Linked DNA regions of Zea mays: all the other regions are linked to region 2. A link is a contact called in public Hi-C data. All regions are on one chromosome and are shown on one strand. Each heading gives the region's core, a stretch centred on a gene start, on an enhancer-like site or on the middle of the called end of the contact. The rest is flanking DNA. Distances are from core to core; before and after follow the strand shown. Region 1 has its middle 41 kb from the start of LOC100278604. Region 2 holds the start of LOC100191297. Region 3 holds the start of LOC100278604.

Region 1 (2,700 bases), core at 54-2,553, 180 kb before region 2:
GTGGGGGAGAAATCGTTACGATTGAGTGCGTCAACTTTAAGAGTGAAATAGCAGCAATTTTTACCAAACACCTCCAAGATTTGAAGAAAGATACTTTTCTGCATCCAATACCATCAACGGAAGTAAAGCAAAGGATAGATGCACTGGTCATTGAAGTAGTATTGCATCAGCCGGTTATGGGCAACTTCATGATGTCAGTCGATATAGCTTCGTTGCTGCATCCTTCACCTCTCTCTCTCTCCTGTTGAAGGCCTGTAGGAAGCTTCATTGCCGCATCCATCATAGTTTCTTGCATCATATTGAGTATCTCGTATTCGGTCATCTCAATGTCAGAGCCTAGGAAAGACACAACGAGAGTTGTTTAGTGGATTGAAAAGAGAGTAAGAGGAGCGAAATAAGAAATGTTAAGAGCGAATGAAGAGTGAGGGTGTGAATGAATGAACCCAAACATCCCTCTTTCATTTGTAAGCTGAATTTTATGGTTTCATTTAAAATTTTGGATATTTTTTCAAGTTTTTTGGATTTTAGATGGTTAAAACGATGTGGACCAATCAGAACTTGATATGTAGCTAAAGACGATCGACACAGATCAATTCATATCAGTATCAATTGGACCATCCAATGTATCAATTGATATCGACCAATTCAACTTCAACATGATCGTAACGAATCAGACCAGACGATTGTCAGACCCATCGACTGATTTGCCGATCCAATTGGCATTGAAGCTGAATAAATCGATATCTGCTCGCATATGTAACCCGTGGGTAATAGTGAGCCATCCTAATAGCAACTCCAAGAGACTAGCAAGATCGTGTTGTAAAAGTAAATTTAGCTATTATTAGAATAAAAGCATTTCCAATAGACATTGTAAAATAGCTCTTCTAGTTTAGTAGCTCTACATCTCTACTTCTTTGCTCTCTTTAGATAGTCTAGTTCACATATACCATACAAAATTCTAATTTATAGATATGTTAGATTAGTCTACAAATCTTTGTAAAATCTATTTCAGAGAGCAGCTAAATAAGTAAATTTAGCTAATCTCTAGTTCTCTACGTAAAGGAAAACGGTAGCCTTTCCGCAGTTCTGGCCATGCCTGCATCGATTGGACGGCTCGCATCGACTTATCACATCACATTCAAATCCATCCATACTACAAGTCAACTCTCCAGGCTGCGGCCCTGCAGAGTGCTGACCGCTATCGTGTCACTGCTACAAGCGTGAACGTCCGTACAGTTACTCGTAGCCCGTCACTCCGTATACATATACTACTAGCATCTTGGTTCGTGGAAAATGAAATATGCACGGACGCCCATGAGTCGACACATGGGCCTGCGGGGACCGGCGTACGCTGACACGGCCCACGTCATCACGTGTGTCAGACAGACACGTTTGGCGCGTCGTCGCTGCATTGGAATCTTGCTACCTTGTCGAAATAGCCTATACTCCATAGCCGGGCTATAGATTTCTTTTTTCACGAAAAAGTGGAATAAGGAGAATATAAATAGGTGGATTGTATTCTTTTGATCACGATCTTTCGGTGTAGCCACGAAATGTGCCGTTGGAAAAACCTGTTAATTTCCACACGTAAAGGGAAGACGATTGCAAGTAGACCTCGTGTCGTGTATAATGTGTTATTGAAAAAGAAAGGATCATATCATATAGTTAATTTCAACTACGAATGTGGAAGTTCTTGTGACAAACCCCAAGCAAAAAAAAGAAAGCATAAAAGATGGACCAAAGGAAAAGCATGTTATATATCTCTGCTCTTTTAAAGCACGAGTTTCGTGTATTGTGTGCACTACGTCACATATGAAATGTGTAGACTAGATCTAATATGCCGGTCATATGTCTACTTTAATTTTAAATTTATTTTTTTATAGAGTATCCACTTTAATTTTAAATTTATTTTTATGCAGATGATCCATCACACTGGTTTGCCACTAGACCGTCGGGTGCCGTATAATTATTGTATTATACAATAACTGATATACCATCGCAGACGCAACCCATGATCATTGTACTAGTATACACACATTTGAGTTTCACTCCAGTTTTCACCTTTCAAATGACTAATAAATAGATCCTTCGTCGCAACAACCTATTTATATATACTTTACTACTAATTTTACGGACATTGTATTCCACTAAGTTTCACAAAAAATATCACCTTTTAGCTTTTTAGATGCTTAATTATTACTTTACACCAATGGAACTACAAATCGCATCTAAGGAGGAAGTCCAAGTGGATGTCGGCTACCGAGTTGCACGGTGTCATGTCAATTAGCTGCTTTTTTTAAGGGCAATTAGCGGCTTAGATAACCAATGGCATGTGATTTTGGAATTATTTGGCTTCGATACTCATGGCCAACTTCTCTTCATTCCCCTATCAAGCAGCCTATGTGATTGCGAACTCTTCCATAGCTTCTACGACAAACCGATATCTATTACACACACCGTTTCACTACAACATGTGTGCCCTTTTGTGATGAATGTCCTATCATAATAAAGTTTTTTTTTTGGCATTGGTAGTTCTTTTATGACGTATTATTTTTGGCAAGACAAACTTATGATGAATGATACATGACAAAATGTCATAGAACATGTAATAACACACATGATATAGGTGACAGTGTAATTTTTGTCATGAAGGTGTCATAAATTTCGGAATGCGCGATGTAAATTCAAGGTTTAGTGACA
Region 2 (2,700 bases), core at 1-2,500:
TTAGGTGGTGTCTCACAGTCAGCTTTATGGCGCCAATGAATAATTATTAGTTCGCTTTATTGTTATCATTCATTTTTGTAAGGCACTTCCGCTATATAATAATATTTGTGACATTTATCTCTATACAATTGGTCATTATTTGTGTTGTTCTTCTTTGGCACACATATAAGACACACCCGACTTTATCCTTTAAATTCGGTTGTGACATCTACCCAACGGATAGAGGCTTTTACCCATTAACATATACATGTGTAGAGAAATCATCTCATACCTACTTTTATATCGGGTAAACCTATCAGGTATTCAAGTTTAGGGTATCATTGCCATCTCTAGTCCGACCTGTAGCTAGACTTTGCGAAGGAGTGTGAGTATAGGTGTACATTCGGGCCGCCCGGCCCGGCCCGGCCCAAGCCCGAAAAGGCCCGTATTGTTTGAATTTCGGGACGGCCCGGCCCGTTTGAATTTCGGATCGTGCCGGGCCGGCCCATGGGCCTAGCCCTCGGCCCACGGCCCGGCCCGTAATTGCTTAAACGTGCCGGGCTCATTTCGGGCGGCCCAAAATTATAAAAGCCCGAAATTCACATTAGGGCCCGAAATTCAATTTTTGGCCCGAAATGCAGTTTTTGGCCCGAAATTCACATCAGGGCCCGAAATTCAAAACAAATTTAATAAAACAAATAAAAGATAAGACGAATAAATTTGACCAAAAGCAAACTTAATATTTGTATTAAGTTATTAGAGCTATGCAATGACTACCTCGTTTACAAATCATTTTGTTAGAAAGAAAAAGAGTATAATCAGCTCTAAATAAAGTTCATAAGTTCATTTTATTATATAATATTCATAACAAAAATAAAATTACATCACATAATCTAATTCAAAGCTACAAAAAACATCTAATTAACATTATCTATAGCTTTGTGTTCTTTATCATGTAAATGAAAGTGTGGAATGAAGTGTGATTTTAATAAATATATGGGCCTTTTCGTGCCTCTATATGGGCCATTTCGTGCCTGCCTTAAACGGGCCGTGCTCGTGCCCGCCCATGGGCCGTGACCTCGGCCCAAACCCAGCCCGATATATCGGGCCGTGCCGGCCCGACACTAAAATATTTCGTGTCGTGTCGTGCCTGGGCTGTGCTTTTTTTACCGTGCTTCGGGCCAGCCCATCAGGCCCGGCCCAAATGTACACCTATAAGTGTGAGTGCGATTGTGCGAATGGCGACGCCAGGACTAGATGAAACCGAAGACAGACACAACGGTTTGCTTTCAAATCATACAATCCGAGGTCTCAAAGTCGAAGAGGGTTAATCCCCTCCCGTTCCACTGTTGCCCAAGTCCAACCACCAGCGAGATGGCGGGGACCGTGACCGCGACCGCAACCACGGCCACCACCGAGGTCGGGACCACAGTGACCGCAGCCACCTCCGAGATGGAGGCCACCGCGACCGCAGCCACCTCCGAGCTGGAGGCCACCGCGACCGCAGCCGCCATCGGGCCGCCTTCAGCCATCCCCGGTGAGCGCCCTCGCTTTGGACTTCGGTTCTCTCTCCCGTTGTCTCCTGTGTATCTGCGGTGGTTTGCGGGCGGCGCCTTGCGAGATAGGGCATAGGAGGGCGTTTAGTTGAGCACCTGGCGTAGGGTATCCACGCCCCCAAAGCGTACTGTCTCCGGTGGCCTCTAGCTTCATAGAGAGCGATCGGTGATTGCGTGCCGTCAGACGTGCCCCACCTCTCGCGAGGGTGGTTAGGGGAGAGGAAGTAGAGCAACCGAATCGAGGTGTAGGGCCGTAGGGGATGCGGATGGAAGAAATGCGAGGTAGAGACCGTGGAAAACTTGTGAGGTGGATTGGTCTTATGAAACCTCTGGATTGAATGGATCTAATGAGCTTGTTGGAGCTCATCTTACGTGTAGGACCAGTGTCAGTCTAGCTGGACTGCGTGGTACTTTCTTGTTGTTGTTTTTTTCGCTTGAAACATATGATTCATCGTGTTTATCTTATTTTGTTAGTTCTGTGGCTGTTTGCGTTATCTATCCTTGCAGGGAATTTCATATGGTGTTCGATTGTATGGCAATTTGTTGATTGTTTTTCCGCTCAAAATGTACAATTCATCGAGTTTCCCCTAATTTGTTAGTTTAATGGCTGTTGGCGCTACCTATCTATGCAGTAAATATCTTATGGTTTTCGGTATGCACTAGTCTGACTAGCAATTTCGCGTGACTTTTTGTTTAGTTTTTGTTGTCTTTGGTCTCCTTTCAAATTGTAAGAAGGCATTTGATTGTATCCTTTGGTTACTGGAAATCTATCTCTATATTATGATTTTGGTACTGTTATTTTTTACGGGATAACATTGTTCCTCCATCAAGTACTAGGGCACCCGTACTGTGTGACTGAACAGAAGTATGCGTGTTCTCCAATATGGCTGGTGGTTCGATGACCATAGTGCTAACTATTGTTTGTTGATTCCCCACATAAGGCAACAAAATCACAAAAAATGTGCATTCTTTCCCTTGTCCCATCTCCTTCCCGATGTGTCTCTTCCTTCCCACAGTGTGTTTCCTCGCACAGTGCAGATAATTTTTCTGTTCGCCTTAGTTTGAACCATCTGCTGCTGCTGATTTTGCACCAGACATGTAGAGTTCCACCACTGCAATGATGTCTGTTTGTTTATGCCAGCTGTGGTTCGATTTTGCACAGCAT
Region 3 (2,700 bases), core at 34-2,533, 140 kb before region 2:
GCAGTGATACAGAGGAGGAGGATATGGGTATGAAAATAGAGGTTGTGGAGTGAGGGAACAGAGACGACCAAAAAATTCTCCCAACTACAATGTACGATAGAAAGGCTATCCAAAGAAGACCTCCCCATACCGGTAGGAGTGTTAGGATGTTGTGGAGATAGATCGTTGATCAAGTGGGTAAAGGTTTCAAAGTTCAAACTCCACCTAGGATTCATATTCAAATAGAGGATGACACACTATAATATCAAGGAAGATGTTGTTTTGAGTTTGATCAAAATTCTAGATAAAATTACAAAAAAATATAACATTGAATAGATATACTATAAATATATTTAATATTTAATAAATAAAGAATTTAAGAATAATTATTATTTAGGATCATGAATATTATTGTTTAGAAAAAATTTAAGATGGACAACATATTTATTTTAGGAAAACGGACATGACACGACGAGAGCAAGGCACCTTTGGAATATAGAAATTTTAGAGAAATCATATATAAATCAGTTAATTTTTATAAAAAAACATGGAAAAAAATCCGGCATCAAATTGCAAAAAAAAATCACTGTCGTACCTAGTGGCAACGGATGAGGTGTGAACACCATACAAACTAACTAACAATAGTCAAAAAAATTCTTAAAAAATTATAGATGTACTTTTTTGCCCACTCTACCACTCTATAAAATTTTAAATTCAAATTCATCAGATATTAAAAGATTCGAAAAAGAGAAAAATTTGAGATAATTTTCACTTTTTATCAAAGGATTTTATTTTTTTATCTTTTAACAAATAATTTGAACTTGAAATTTTACACAATGGTAGAATAGGTAATGAAATACATCTGTGATTTATTTGAGATTTTTTTTTGTAATTTTTGTTAATTGGTTTACAGTATAAAAATTGATTTGCATATCATACGTTGCTTTACCTAATATCAAATATCCACTGAATGCATGACATGTGGTGCGTCCAATGTCCATGTCACGGCCCTGTGAAAAGGACAAAACGGCAAGTCTATCTACTAGCCAGGCCTGTCAGTGCTACACGTCCGGGTGCCATTTTGCAGACCGTCCTAACAAGCCCGCCGAACACGTTGACCCCTTCCACTAATCACCTAGATGCCAACAATTACGTGACGTCCAAATGCGGATTAGTTAATCACTAACCAACGTGCTAATCGCCCGGTCTGTGTCGCGGCTCAGCTCCGTCCTGTCTCCTTCCGCGCACAGCACACCCTGGGGCCGGGGGCCATATAAGCCCCCCCACCGGGCCACCCGGTGCTCCCCGGAGCTGAATTCGGAACCCCAGCGCAAGCGGCGCCGCCAGTTCAGCAAGCAAGCCACATCAGTCCCTACTTGGCTCGTGGCGCTGAGCCACGCGTGCCTGTGCCGATCGATGGGCAACTGCCAGGCGGCGGAGGCGGAGGCCGTGGTGATCCAGCACCCCGGCGGCAAGGTGGAGCGGCTGTACGGGGCGGCCACCGCAGCGGAGGTCATGCGCGGCAACCCCGGGCACTACGTGGCGCTCGTGGTGCTCCGCGTCTCGGCGGGCGGCGGCAAGCAGGGCGCGGATCCGGACCCCTCCGCGGGCGCGGTGTCCGCCGGCGCCGGCGCCGGCACCAGGATCACCAAGGTGAAGCTCCTGAAGCCCAGGGACGTGCTGCTTCTGGGGCAGGTCTACCGGCTCATCACCTCGCAAGGTGCGTACTCTATACCGCCGGCTCGGCTGGTTCTTGGATTGGATGATCTGTTTCTTGGCTCCGTTTCCTTCCTTCCTTCCTCGATCTCATGGTGGCCGACTGGCCGTGCGCGCAGAGGTGGCGAAGGCGATACAGGCGAGGAGGGAGGACAAGATGCGGCGGTGCGGGGCCGGCGAGGTGGTGGTGGTGGACGACCAGCGGGGTCCGGGACGACACGCCGCCGCGGCGGGCAGCCAAGGGCAGGGGCGGTCCAGCGACGACCAGGAAGTGAAGCGGCCGGAGAAGTCGGACCGGCAGCACCGGACCGGCGGTAGAGCCAGAGGGCGGCACTGGCAGCCGTCGCTGCGGAGCATCTCCGAGGCGGCGAGCTGACGCGACGCGACTGCAATGCAACCTGGACCTCGAGGAGGGGGGGACTAGTATAGAATAGAAGCAGGGGACTGCCTGCTTGGGCTAGGAGTGTAGCTGGGCTGTTTGTGCTGTACATTTGGATTGGGGTACTTGGGTGGGGGAGGGAGATGGCTTGGCATGGTACAGTAGCGATGGATAGAACAGGCTTGCAAGAGGTGAGTTACCGTGACTCAGCTGTATGACAGGTGATTCTATGGAGATCTCGTCTCAGCTGCTGGCTGCTCATGTGATCGATCATCGATGTCAATTTAATCTAAAATGAAAACAAAAATAATAGGTTTGTGAAATCGGATACGTGGGCTTGTGATCTAACTCTGAATTTGATTACAAATTTATTGAACCACGAACAATAGCACTAGATGTCAGTGTTGTCGCTTCACTTGGGCTGCAGTGCAGAGAAGAAGCCGTACCGATCACCAGTAATTTATTGACAAGGATTTAACGAAATGGACAGTCATGCCACTTGTGCATACTCTCTAAAAAACGTAATTATCTACATTTATCTAAGCTTGTGGACAACACTCATTTCGAAGGTCCACTCTTCCGCTGCCTGTGTGTATAGAACTAATATAGAGCTCTCTGTTAGTAGC

The links. A called contact is a pair of places that touch in the nucleus more often than the background predicts.
Region 1: a Hi-C map of leaf shows a contact between it and region 2, with 2.8 times the contacts expected there. The contact joins the enhancer-like site here to the promoter of LOC100191297 in region 2. A contact is called at or near these places in 5 of 25 Hi-C or Micro-C datasets (bundle sheath, ear, endosperm and 2 more).
Region 3: a contact with region 2 is called in a Hi-C map of tassel, with 2.8 times the contacts expected there. The contact joins the promoter of LOC100278604 here to the promoter of LOC100191297 in region 2. A contact is called at or near these places in 3 of 25 Hi-C or Micro-C datasets (ear, leaf and tassel).

What each region holds. Positions count from the first base shown.
Region 1 is chr1:224,079,803-224,082,502 of Zm-B73-REFERENCE-NAM-5.0, forward strand. No RefSeq gene overlaps it. Among protein-coding and RNA genes, the nearest start is that of LOC100278604, 41 kb to the right of the region's middle. Within about 2 kb of position 1,304, at least 17 of the 20 cell types and tissues checked have an H3K27ac peak or open chromatin away from gene starts, as enhancers often do. A contact at or near this core is called in bundle sheath, ear, endosperm and 2 more, where this site is marked.
Region 2 is chr1:224,259,087-224,261,786 of Zm-B73-REFERENCE-NAM-5.0, forward strand. LOC100191297 reads left to right here and starts at 1,251. Exons shown (of 5, transcript NM_001136731.1): 1 at 1,251-1,516. The coding sequence starts at 1,354.
Region 3 is chr1:224,120,849-224,123,548 of Zm-B73-REFERENCE-NAM-5.0, forward strand. LOC100278604 reads left to right here and starts at 1,284. Exons shown (of 2, transcript NM_001372457.1): 1 at 1,284-1,699; 2 at 1,815-2,402. The coding sequence starts at 1,396. The coding sequence ends at 2,071.